3 separate regions of the Hordeum vulgare genome follow, and regions 1 and 3 are each linked to region 2. Evidence: chromatin contacts called from public Hi-C data. All regions are on one chromosome and are shown on one strand. Each heading gives the region's core, a stretch centred on a gene start, on an enhancer-like site or on the middle of the called end of the contact. The rest is flanking DNA. Distances are from core to core; before and after follow the strand shown. Region 1 holds the start of LOC123401386 (lysophospholipid acyltransferase 1-like). Region 2 has its middle 300 kb from the start of LOC123402988. Region 3 holds the start of LOC123402988 (F-box protein PP2-A13-like).

What was found. Hi-C and Micro-C count contacts between places; a contact is called where the count stands out from the background.
Region 1: a Hi-C map of leaf shows a contact between it and region 2, with 3 times the contacts expected there. The contact joins the promoter of LOC123401386 here to the enhancer-like site in region 2. A contact is called at or near these places in 2 of 6 Hi-C or Micro-C datasets (leaf and seedling).
Region 3: a Hi-C map of leaf shows a contact between it and region 2, with 9 times the contacts expected there. The contact joins the promoter of LOC123402988 here to the enhancer-like site in region 2. A contact is called at or near these places in 3 of 6 Hi-C or Micro-C datasets (leaf and seedling) and 1 of 1 datasets of contacts at active chromatin or transcription factors (embryo).

The regions. Positions count from the first base shown.
Region 1 is chr6H:436,967,611-436,972,086 of MorexV3_pseudomolecules_assembly, forward strand. LOC123401386 (lysophospholipid acyltransferase 1-like) reads left to right here and starts at 2,258. Exons shown (of 8, transcript XM_045095174.1): 1 at 2,258-2,654. The coding sequence starts at 2,353.
Region 2 is chr6H:436,473,676-436,478,379 of MorexV3_pseudomolecules_assembly, forward strand. No RefSeq gene overlaps it. Among protein-coding and RNA genes, the nearest start is that of LOC123402988, 300 kb to the right of the region's middle. Within about 2 kb of position 2,281, at least 1 of the 3 cell types and tissues checked has open chromatin away from gene starts, as enhancers often do. A contact at or near this core is called in leaf, where this site is marked.
Region 3 is chr6H:436,770,762-436,775,201 of MorexV3_pseudomolecules_assembly, forward strand. It overlaps LOC123402988 (F-box protein PP2-A13-like), which reads left to right and starts at 2,061. Exons shown (of 3, transcript XM_045096961.1): 1 at 2,061-2,852; 2 at 3,075-3,193. The coding sequence starts at 2,505.

The sequences.
Region 1 (4,476 bases), core at 1,008-3,507, 490 kb after region 2:
TAAGAGGGGCCCTCTGAATGCGTCCACGGGCATATGCCCGGACGCATCCGTAGGCATATATGGGGCCGAATTTTCCCAGTCCGACTGTAGATGCTCTTAATTCGTTGAAAAAGATGAATACCACGTGTTGTTTACATGATACAAATTTGACAACGCTTAAGAGCATCTACAACCGGACCCCTCAAATCTGCCTCAAACGCGTGGGCAACCCGCCGAGTCATTGGCCGGTCACAAAAAGTCGACCCAACCGAACCCCTCATATCTATTTCAAACGCCCAGACTGACTGGCACCGCTCAAATCCATCTCAAATATGGGGACGATATGAGGGCTCGCACACACGCTCGGGCACGCCCGGTCAGTCCGCCACATAGGACGCGACCCCATCTCGAACCACCTTTTCTCTTTCTTTATTCATTCTTTTCTTTCTTTCTCTTCTTCTCCACCAATCACATGCAAGTGAACGCACATATGAGGAAAAATATGAGAGATACGGGTGCGCGAACGAAAAAAGGGGTCCAAAACGAGGCCGGACATGTCCACAGACGTTTGAAGGGCCGATTTTGCAAATTCCGGCTGTAGATGCTCTAAAAAGACATGGACAAAGACGCTTGTGTCCATGTACTGTGTATTAATTGCAAAGAAAGATAAATATCGTATCGGTATTCTAACCTTATTATAATTTTCAAAAAGGAGGTTAAACCCTCGTTCCAATACCATAGCTGTACATATTTATTAACTAACTATGTGTTTTCACGCAAACCAACCTGTGGTTGGATGGTTAGAAGGACAATGATATCCCCCGCCCACGACAACGAAGCGCCTACGATGACTTCGTAAAATCTCAAGATAATATGTGAGCTCAGTCTCTTGGAGGTGCTTATAGACGTAGGGTGTGCGTGTGTACATTCATAAAGGTGAGTGTATGCGCGTGTATGTAAGCACTTCCATCTGTACCGTGTTAAAAAAAACTATGAATTTGTACTTCCCTGCCCAAAAAAAAAGAGAAAAAAAATACCAACTTCCACTTGAGCAGATTATCATGAGTTCTTTTTTACATGAGTTCGTTATTGCGATTTGAACAAGAAACGCTTGAATGTGATATAATTTTTGGAAATGAAATAAAAGGCTCACAACGCATATATAATTCTACCTAAGTGCTGAAATTACAAGGCACGTCAGAAGCATCTCTTGAAATGTACGTATGCATGTACGGCATGCTTACACCGTAATTGCCACCCAAAGCTCAGCCAAACAAGGCTTACGCTTGGGATTACGATGAGTTCAATCAATTATTCTATGATATAAAGCCCTAAGGTTAGAATAGTCAAGTGTTATGCCCATGACTTCGTATATTGCTTCAATCATGTACTCGCTCCCTTACTAAATACTATAAGACTCTTAGAGATTTTAATATAAATTACATACGAAACGAATGAGTGAATGTGTATTTTAAAATAAATCTATATATATCTGTATATAGTTGATAGTGGAATCTCTAAAATATCTTATACTCCTTTATAAAAAATATAAGAGCGTTTAGATCACTGAGTATTTAGGAACCGTGGGAGTAACTACGAGTACTAGTGCTAAGAGCATCTACAACCGAATATAACAAATATGATCCTCTAAACATCCGCGGACGCGTTCGATTATTGACTAGGCATGTCCTCTATTTGTCTGTTCGTGCATTCATATCTTTCATTTTTTCTCATATGTTCGGTCACTTACACATGATTGATGATGAAGAAAAAGAGAAAAGAAAAAGAATGAATAAAGAAAAAAAAAGTTGGTCCAGGATGGAGCAGCCTCCTACGTAGCGGACTGATCGAAAGCGTGTGGGCGCATCCGCGAGCCCTCATATCCTTTCTATATTTGAAATGAATATGAGAGTTCGCGGACAGCCTGAATGTATAAAGATGATATAAAGAATTTGATTATGTCATTTTTTTTCTTTCTTTCTCTTATTGGATTACTGATTAGACACGTTTGTGGATGTATCAAGTTTGCTCATCACTTTTTCTTCTAATAAAGAGAAAGACGAAGCTTGCCTAGCACCCGCGTACGCCACGACAATGATTTGCCGATATCGTTGGTATTTGTCCAAATCTTCTCACTTTGACGTTACCAAGAGCCGCAAGTTTCCTGTCGCTTCGGACCGCCAATTCAACAAAGCAAAGGGGGCTGTGTGGAAAGATACCTTCCCAGGGCTTCCACGCCATCACACACAGCACATATACACGCGCGGCTCGCGAGCTCGCTTCATCATCAGAAAAAACCAAATCCTCTATTCCTGCATCGCCCGCATCTGTTCGCCCCCCTCTGCGGCGGCGGTGGCGGTGGCGGTGGCGACGATGGGGCTCGAGATGGAGCCGATGGCGGCGGCGATCGGCGTCTCGGTGCCCGTGCTCCGCTTCCTGCTCTGCTTCGCGGCCACCATACCCACGGGCCTCCTCTGGCGCGCCGTGCCGAGCGCCACGGGGCGGCACCTCTACGCGGGGCTCAGCGGCGCCGGGCTCTCCTACCTGTCCTTCGGGGCCACCTCCAACCTCCTCTTCGTCGGGCCCATGGCGCTCGGTTACCTCGCCATGCTCCTCTGCCGTCGCCGAGCTGGCCTCGTCACCTTCCTCGGCGCATTCGGCTTCCTCATCGCATGGTGAAACCCTCCCTTCCATCCACTTGTCTACAGGGTTCATATACCGATGCCTAGTTTCGGGTGAATCAGCAATACCGGATTCACAGTTTCTACGCCTTCATTTTGGGTAGAACAGGGCAGGAAATGTACAGTTAACAGCAGCTTGTTCCATTAGGAAACCAGAGGAGTTGTAGGCGGATCTGCAGATGTGGCCGAGCCAGAGTGTTGGGCCATCACAGGGTTAAACAGTAGTTTATTCTATTGGAAAACCACGGAACCGTAAGTGAGCATGGAGCTTTTGATGCTTCTGATGTCGTTGGAACTGCAGCATGGACGGTTTCATGTTGGAGAAATGATTTTCAACTTTTCTCTGGCTAGCCATGTGGTGCTATTTATGATTAATATTTTCAAGGAAAAAACAAGATGTTGTATTATCTCAGGATGAAATTTCTTCTATGCCTGCAAAATTTTGGATGTGTGATCTCGTAAAGATTGCAATGAATACATATGATGTGATTGTTGAGATTTTACCTAATCACCTTACCAATTCCTATTAGAGAACTTATTGGTTTTGTGCTCATGAACCATTAGGGCCAATTTTGGATTGCATGCCTTCAATGAATCTTTTAATGTTAGTTACATTCTGTACTTCATGGACCACTGTGTTTTTTTGACCTGGTGGATCCCTGTGTTTGCTAATTTATCTGCCTTTCTAGCCAGTTAAACCTATGCACACATCCATAGTTGAGGAAGCGAAAGGGAAACCATTTTTCATCTGTACTGCGTGAGATTTTAGTGTTATTTCACCCCTTGTTTCTCACGTGAATCGGTTCTTCCGTTGAAAGGTTAAGTTTGTTTTGGCGGTACTATGATGCGATTATGATCTGTCACATTGAGGGGTTGAATTAATATGACCTATATTTGTTTAGAAGGAAATTAAGGGAAGAAAGAAAATAGTTCCCATCCAAATATCCCTGACAAATAGTCAATCCAGATAATTGATTCTGTTTGTTTCACTTAGAAATTATTTATTTCTAGCTGGAGTCATCCAAACCTACACATTTTTTCATCAACTTAATTAAATATTAAGACATGCCATGTCTGAAGATGGTTATTCCATAACCAAACACACAGGCTTGATACTAGTGATGTTTTATTCACCCAGCGAACTTATAGTTTAGTATTTCAAACTGCCTCAATGAAGTATGAATGCAGGCATCGTAATCCTGTTCCATTATCATTGATATTGATGTTCTGTCCCATTAGGCTCTGACTGAAATTTACCGTAAATAGATAGGCGCAGTTATTCTTTTATTCCCTAGTTATTAGTGTGAATCAGTGGCAACGAATGTTGAGCGGTAATTCTAGTTCCGTTCTTGTCAATATTAATGCCTCCTCACCATCCACTTCAACTTCGTTCTCTTGTTTGGTGCAGTTAATTTTTGTGTTCACTACCTAGAAGTTTAAATTAATGGACACAAGTGTCTGAGTAATCATTCTAATTAGTAATTATATTCTTATCGATGTCCATGCATCCCAACCATCCTCTTCTACTTCATTTTCTCAAATGGTGCCAAAGAAGGTTTCCCAGGTTTTGCTAGGCTACCTATTTCTTAATGGGTCTATTGCATTGCATAAGATTTGGTTCCTGTTTCATCCCCTAAGTTACGGATTATATTAATTCGATCATCCTTCATATGGAGTTCAGTATCCACTTTGTCGGTATAGCTTGTGTCGGACAAGGCACCCATATAGATTATCTAGATCCAAAATCATGACCTTTAAAATGCGCTAATGAAACACTTCTTCTTTCCATTTTAGTAATTCTTTATTTGGCATCTGT
Region 2 (4,704 bases), core at 1,031-3,530:
CATGGGCCAAGAGAGGAGGCAAACCAGCCCCTGGTGGGCTGGCCGAAGCCACCTCTAAGGGCCCATGCGGCTGGAGTAGGAGATAAAGGAAAAATACAAAAGGTGGAAAAGGTTTCCAAGTGGAAGGGGAATCCTACTAGGAGTAGAATTGGAGGCTCCTCTCCTCCCACTTCGGCCGAGCCAAAGGGGCATCCCTAGGGCCGGCGGCCTCCCTCCTCTTCTCCTATATATACTAGAGCTTTTGAGGGTTTTTGAGACACAACAATTAGCCACGTGCTACCCTCTCTCTAAATTCATTTCTCCTCTAGTTTAGTTTTTAGCGGTGCTTAGGCGAAGCCGTGCTGGACTAGCTCCAGCACCATCGCCGTTACGCCGTCGCACTGCCGGAGAACTCATCTACCTCTTCGCTCCCTCTTGTTGAATCAAGAAAGCGGAGATCATCGTCGAGTTGTACGTGTGCTGAACACGGAGGTGTCGTCCGTTCGGCGCTAGATCAGGACGGATCGTGGGACGACAACGATTTGGATCGCAAAGACGTTCTACTACATCAATCGCGTTTCTTAACGCTTCTCGCTTAGTGATCTACAAGGGTATGTGGCTCCGACCTTCCTCTGGTAGATAATCATCACCATGATAGGTGTTCGTGTGCGTAGGAAATTTTTTATTTCCCATGCGACGTTCCCCAACATAATCTGCTAATAAGTTGTTTCATACCAGTTCCGTCTATTTCTTTATTATGAAAGACCTTATTGGCCCGTTCCGTCATACATAAGTACCCCCTTTTCGGGTGAGTAGGATTCGACAATTGTTGAGTAGGATTCAACGATGGGCTTGAGTGAGTGATTCAAAAATTTAATTAACTTGATTGCCTCAATCTCAATCTGGATTCGCTTGCAAATAATGATGATACTAGGGAAATCGGAATGCCCCCCGCTCGACGCGGCGAGTTGTCGGGCAAACGCCAACCGGAGCGAGGCGAGGAATTTTATGGGCTAGCCCATTAGCATATCCCGGTTTTGGGAACCTTAAAGGTTCCTTGAACCGGGTTTTCGTTTCTTGGTTCTTTTTTTGTTTCTATTTCGAAAATGTTCTGGATTTTCAAAAAAAAATCTTCCAACAGAAAAAATGTTTTTAGTTCTAAATTTTAAGTAGTACCCGTTTTTCAAAGCCATTCATAACTTCAAAAAATATCAAAATTTTCAAAAAATGTTCGTGCTGTCAAATTTGTTCAGAATTTTTCAAAATTGTTCTCAGTTTCAAAATTTGTTCTCAAGATTTCAAAAATGTCCGTCCTTTAAAAAGTTGTTCACGCTTCCAAATTTATTCGTGGTTTTCCAAAAAATTCTCCGTTTCAAAAGATTCCAAAAATATTTATGCTTTCAAAAATTGTTCACGCTTCCAAATTTGTTCAGGATTTTTCAAAATTGTTCTCATTTTCAAAATTTGTTATCAAGATTCAAAAAATGTCAGTGCTTTAAAAAATTGTTCATGCTTCCAACTTCGTTCGGGGTTTCCAAAAACATTTCCGTTTCAAAATTTTGTTCTCAAAATTCATAAAACATTTGTGCTTTAAAAAAAAATCACGCTTCTAATATTTTCAGGATTTTCCAAAATTGTTCAGGGTTTCAAAATATGGTCTCAAGATTCAAAAAATGTTAGTGCTTTAAAAAAAATCGTGCTTTCAAATTTGTTCTCCGTTTTATTCCAAATTTGTTTGGGGGTTTCAAAATTTTGTTCTCCAGATTCAAAATATGTTTGTGCTTTAAAAAATATTCACGCTTCCAAATTTGCTCTTGGTTTCAAAAAAATTCTCAAGATTCAAAAAATGTTCGTGCTTAAAAAAATTGATCATGCTTTCAAATTTGTTCTGTGTTTTTTAAAAAATAATCTGTTCTCAAGAATCAAAAAATGTCATGATTTAAAAAATTGTTCGTTCTTCTAAATTGGTTCACGTTTTTTTAAATGTTCTCGGTTTTAAAATTTGTTCTCAAGATTCAAAAAATGCTCATGCTTTAAAAATTTGTTTGCTCTTTCAAATTTGTTCTCTTTTTTACAAAATGTTCATGTTTTCAAGAAATGACGGGTAATTCAACAGTTGGTCGTTTTCATAAAAAAAGGAAAGGAAAAAAGAACCAAAAAAAGAAAGGAAAAAAGAAACATAAAAATGGGAAAAAGGTGAATTATGAGATTTTTGTGAGAGAAAAAAACTGGACCGTCCCAATCGGAGCTACCACTCCTGTGCGTGCGAGGACTTCCTGTCAATGTGCGGCAGATAGAAGCTCCGAAAATACTATACACGTGCGCCTGATGCGCCAAATAGGATTCGTCCACAAGGCCTAAATAGACACACAGTCGGTTAGCAAGAAAGAAAGAAAGAAGGGAATTCACAAGTACCCAATATTTGAGGCGGATGTAGCACAAAAAAGAGAGAGGAGGATTTTAAGAACAAATAAAGTCAATCCTACCACAAACCGGTAACAAAAAAAATCTAAAAATTCCGTGATTAGTCGGTAATGGAAAATTATGTCACGTGAGTCCAATGTTTTTCCAGTTGGATGTGGTTCCCATGTTAACCCTGCTTCATGCGTCAGTTTGCAAAAACACTATAAACATCAAGCGCTAAATAGGATTCCCCCTCAACAAACATGGTTAACAAAAAAAAGAGGGGATTCACAAATATACAATATTTGAGGCTGATGTAGCACAACCAAAAAAGGGGAATTTAAAACAAGAAGAACACAACCATACTTCAAGCCGATAACAAAAAAAATCTAAAAATACCCTGATTAGTCAGTTATAAGAAGAAATATGTCATGTTGTTTTTTCAGTTGGATGTGGGTCCCATGTTAACTGACTATAGTGACGGCTTGCCTTGAGAGGTCGGCTTAAGCCGATACGATCTCAGCTAAGTTATTAGATAATAATAAAAAAATCTTGAAATAAGCTAACTTTTCCAAACTTTACTTTTTCCTTACAGATGTGACCAAAATGTCTAGTTTTTGGAAAATATAAATAAATAGTAATGCAAAACGTCCAATGGTCACTTTGGAAAATTTTAGGCCAATTTATCGGGACATTTTAAAATTTTGGTAGTTGTAAGATTTGGCCTAATTTTTGTGCAATTATTCATAAAAAATAAAAATGTTATAGTAATTGAAAACATCTTAAGTGGTCATCTCGGAAATCTTTAGCCTATTTATCCCAACCATTTTAAAATTTTGACAGTTTTAAGAAGCTAAAACATGCATGCAAGGTTATTTTGAGCTTGGTTCGCCTCACCTCAAGCGCAGCTCCGGTGTGAGCTCGGCTAAAAATTAGCTATCTACTACTCCCTCCGTTCCTAAATATAAGTTTTTTAAAAAAATTCATTAAGGATCTACATACGAAACAAAATAAATGAATCTACACACTAAAATATGTTTATATACATACATATGTAGTCAACCTCTAAAAAGACCTATAATTAAGAACGGAGGAAGTACTTTGCATCTACGGTTAGTAGGACCCACTCGTTAGATGTGTGTTCAATCTCTAGATTTGAGGTTTGTCTTACCGACTTGTCCCAGAGTTGTATTTTTTTGTAAAAAAACTTCTAGAGTTATCGTTTTGTGTTACCTTAGCCCCAAAAGTTATGTGGCTGTGTAATATTCTCAATAAAAACACACACTCACATGCAAACTCTTTTCGATGACGCGCTCGTATGCAAACTGTCATCAATTAGTCTCAGTGCTAATGAGTGAAATTAACAAATCCCGTGCACACGATCATAGTCATAGATGTTGCACCGCAGCCAAAGATGAGCGTTCTCATTCTTGGACTTGCATGCAACGCGACGATGTATGGTCAGAGTTCAATCCCATGAATAAAATAGCTGTATGGCAAACGTGTTTAGTTATATATTGTTTGATCAATACATCTTAGCCTTACAGCCCACCCCAATCTTGATTATGTGGTCCAAATCAGCATCGGTGAGGTCATTACCTTTACATGTAGTAGTACAATGACATTTTGTTATAATTTGTATGTCTGCCCTTAAAGCTTGCTCATGTCCTCTCTCTGTGCGTTTGCCTGTACACAACTCCTGCAACAGGTACTATATTTATCAACTGATTGAATCGCCACCAAGTGGCAACCCAACCCACCACAAGTGTCTGCCAATGGTGTCAAGATATGCAAAACACTCCCCCTGTGTCTAAAGCTATGACCTATGAAGAGGGCGGAAATTGGCAGGGGCACTCGCCTGTCAACACCTGTCATCCGCTCGATTTGCCTCGTAATTGGTGAAGTTGTTCAATCTCGCATGAGGACATAAAATTGGAAATTCCTCAAAAGGCTTTTAAGTTTCAACAATGAAACTTATCATTTTTGCATTAAAAATGCCCACTTTCAACAAGTTTCAGATATATGATTTAAAGAATTTTTTTTCTGTCGGACGTAGATACAAAATAGTTGACTTTTATTGATTGCTAGTACTAAATTTCAAACATTGAACTTAACAAATTTTCAAAAGTCATCAAAATATATTTAAAATAAATCTTATTTGAAAGTGTTTGTCACGAGAAACACAAATATGCAAACATAATTTGATTTAAATTTGTCATCTAAAAGATATAAAATTTTGAAAATCAAAAACCGAAATAAAAAAGCTGACACGAGGGACCTGAGTGCCCTTGCACTTGCATGCCGGATATCCGCGTCCTACAA
Region 3 (4,440 bases), core at 811-3,310, 300 kb after region 2:
ATCACTGGGATTGAGCACCGTAAGATTAAACCCATTACAACTCACCACTCCCACTAAAGATAAATCAATCTAGTTGGTCAAACCAAACCGATAGATCAGAGATAAATATGAAGCTATTATAATCCTGCATATATATGATCAGCAAATACTCAATATATTTTCATGAATTATCTGAACATAAATCCATAATTTAACGGATCCCAACAAACACACCGCAAAGATGATTACATAGGATAGATCACCGAATCGTGGTGATCTTTGCATTGAAGAACATAGAGAGAGAGAGAGAGAACCATCTAGGTACTAACTACGGACCAGTAGGTCTATGGTAAACTACTCACGCATCATCATGGGAGCAGCAAGGTTGATGTAGAGGCCCTCCGTGATTGATCCCTCCTCCGGTGGGGCATCGGTACACGGCTTTAGATGGGATCACGACGGAACAAAGACATGCGATGGCGAAAAAAGTATTTTGGGTGGCTCCTTGGTGTTTTCTTAACATATTAAGATTTATGAAGGCGGAGTTAGGTGAGGAGGCTGCGGGAGGTGGTCTCAATCCATCAGGGTACGACCACCCCCCTTGGACGCGCCCTGTTGGCTTGACGCCACAACGTATGGGAGGGGGGGTCTTATGTAGGTCCTCAATCCATCATAGGTGGGTCTTTCTCATGCAACTATTAGTGGTGGTGTAGTGGTGGTGTAGGTTCCATCACCGTCGGTGTGCTACATGGTGGGCTTGATCTTGTTATTGCGAGTGTCATCACTTTGTGCATCACTATGGGGTGTGTGTCTATGTGTGTCAGCGCGTAGGATGCCATGTAGACGTGTAGGGTCGTTAGGTTGTGCAAACTAGCCAAGTGTTGCCGTCATGTGCGCTATTTATATGTAGTTTGTCGAGCTTCCAAGTGCTAGTGTGTAGAATATCAAATACCCTCTCAATGCGGTAATATAAGTCGGTCACGACAACTTACGCTTTCGGTTTGACTAGCAAAATATGTATAATATGCCACAAAAATGTATATGTTTAGAAAGATTCATTTAACATTGAATGTAGAAATATACTCTATCCCATAATATAAGAGCATTTTGACACTATAATGCAAAAAATACTCTTATATTATGTGACAAAGGTAATAATTTTTATAATATATCACACATATTTTGATAGTCAAATTGAGCAACTAAAAGCTTGTGTCCTACTTGTACTCCCATCCGGAGGGAGTAATCATTTTCTTAAGTGAGTGCCTTATGGTCCACAAGCCACAAATATAATGAGCGATTGCTCCCATGTCCAACAATCCTAATACTTCCTTCGTCTCAAAACTTTTGTTTTAAATTTGTCTAGATATGAATTTATTTAATCATGTTTTGGTATTTAAATATATTTATTTTTAGACAAATCTAAGACAAAATTTTTGAAACGGAGGAAGTAATATTATACTCCCTCTAAAAAACTAATATAAAAACAATTAGACCATTAAAATACTCTCTCCGTTCCAAAATTCTTATCTTACGTTTGTCTAGAAATTGATGTATCTAAATACTAACACATGACTAGATACATTTATATCTAGATAAATTAAAGACAATAATTTTAAGACCAAGGAAGTAGTAATTATTTATATTAGTTTATGAAGGAAGTACTATATAAAGATATTTTTTTTGTTTCAGCTTGCAGACAGTTGCACTAATCATTTAATTTCACACGATACTAAAACATAATTACATAAAAACCATTTTTGCGTTTTACAATGATAAATAGTATCTTTTTGGCAAAATCGGTTTTATCCGTTTAAGTAGCAGCATCTGTCGTTTAAGAGTGTCTTCGAACCCTTGTTAACTGGAAGTACAGTGCTAAATTCGAACTTAATCCATTCCCAATCCAATCGAATCAAAATCCGCGCGAACTACTTGCACATAAATGTGCCACTATCCTACATTATCCACTGTGCTAATCTTTTGTGGCCGGAGATAATAACTAAACAATTGGACCCAAACGGCAATGTCTGTTATACGGTCCTACCGTATGGCCGTGTATCGATACCGGGACTGGAGGGGCGGTGGACCAATTCTCTTCTTTAAAAGGCCTCCGAAAAATCTCTGCGTTTCCTCCCAGCGCCTCTCCCCTTCCATTCGAGGAAAATCTTTTGTCGAGGTGGTTCGACACGCCTCTCGATTCAAGCCCTGGTTTTCCCATCAATTTGGGTTCGATTCTCGCGAAAGGTTGGGTTTTTTAGCCACGCTGGTAGGAATTCGGGGCATTTTTTGGTCCATTTGAGGCCAGCGGGGGTCGGAAGGTGCGACCCTTTGATCGAATCGGCCGCGCAAAGGCTTGTATTCGACGATAATTTAGCTCCGCATGTGTGATTCTTGATTTCTGCTCGCCCGGATACAAGGCCAATTGGTGGTTTCTTGGCTACAATCCTACTTCGCTGGGCAAATCTGAGGCGCTGGGTGGTACGTCCGCAAGGAAGGCTGCCACAATCCACGCAATTTGATCTTAGATGGGGACGGGATCGAGCATCCTTGGCGCGGATGCCGATTGGGGTGAGACATCTCTCGGCGACATGCCGGAGAGCTGCGTGGCGGCGGTGCTGCTCAACCTTGACCCGCCGGAGATCTGCCAGGTAGCCTGCCTCAACCGCGCCTTTCGGGGCGCCGCATCCGCGGACTGCGTCTGGGCCGGCAAGCTGCCCGCTAACTACCGCTACCTTGCGGCCCTCGCAGCTGCTGCCGATGATGAGGGCGGTGGCGACGGAGACGGCAATGTCAAGCCCTGCTCCCCTATATCGACTAAAAAGGGGATTTACGCGCGCCTGTGCCGACCTACTCCATTTGATGCCGGTACAAAGGTAGCTCATTTAACTATAATCTTTTATGGCAGCTGATTATTATTAGGACATATGCCTAGATGATTAATTGTGCAGATATAGTGGTTAATTCTGGAAACCGGAGAGGATTTCTATTTCCATTTTTGTTCATGTTTGGTTGGTTTGTCTGTAGTTTTGTTCATGGACCGTTCTTGCTTGAAATGAATTGTTCTGCTTAAAAGGCAACCATGCTGCGATTTGCAGGAATTCTGGATCGAGAAAAACAAGGGAGGTCTTTGTATGTCCATCTCCTCAAAAGCGATGGCGATCACAGGAATAGAGGACCGAAGATATTGGAGCCACCTTGTCACAGATGAATCAAGGTATTTTCTTCCTCTTGCTGACCTTTTTCTGTATATACATTTTTTCTCTGAGATGTGAATTACAATAGCTACCATTGAAGAAACCGTCTCAGCAGTTGGTTTTCTTGTTCAGGTCAACAGCCGTATCACCGGAGTATTGCTGACATATTCTTTCTTAACTCCTAAAGAATTAACTCTATTTTGCCTGTTGTTCTTACTTTGCATAGTTTCATGGTATACTTAATTGATAAGAGCCATTTTTCCAAATTAGGCAAATCATTTAAAGGTCAGGAGCTAACCTCACATTGCCTAAATGTTGCTAATTTTGCAAGCTACTCCGTACTTGATTTCGTATTGGCATAAACTACTCCCTCCGTTCCTAAATATAAGTCTTTTAAGAGATTTCACTAGTGGTCTACATACGGAGCAAAATGAGTGAATCTATATTCTAAAGTATGTCTATATACATCCGTATGTAGTCCACTAGTGAAATCTCTAAAAAGACTTATATTTAGGAACGGAGGGAGTAGATGTTAGTCAAGTGAAATGTGCATGACTATTAATTCAGGAGATAGTGATCAGTGAGAATGAAAACATTTTCTTTGATATAGATATATTATGATATACTCCCTCCGTTCCTAAATATAAGACCTTTTAGAGATTGCATTATAAACTACATACGAATGTATATAGACATATTTTAGAGTGTACATTCACTCATTTTGCTCCGTATGTAGTCTTCTAGTGAAATCTCTAAAATGTCTTATATTTTGGAACGGAGGGAGTATTTAAGACAGGTTAAAATGAATGTTCATGTTTGCTATGAAGGGCTATAGATTTCTGTATTAATCAGCTAAAAATGAAACAACATACTATAAAAAAATCCCATATTGACTGACTACAAACAAAGATGGATCAACAGAAGAGGTTCTCTGAAAGGAAAAGATATATTGGAAAATATATGGTTGCCTGGTGGGAATAGTATTTTTTTATGAAAGAACCTTCTTGCCTTGAGTGTATGGGATATGGAGAGTGAATAATCTAAGTGAGACATGGTCACACATTAGAAGGGAACATTTTGGATGCATACTTTTGCATTGGAAAATTTGAATACACGTAGAGTGCCTTAAAAGAGTATGTATGTTTTTTTTCTGAAAGTTAATTTTGATGTACATTGTAGTAATTTGTGTTGCTTTGTACTAGCATTACTTTTCTCATAAGTGAGCTGTTCGTCAAGTATGATTCTAACTAACAGTGCGTATTTTGGA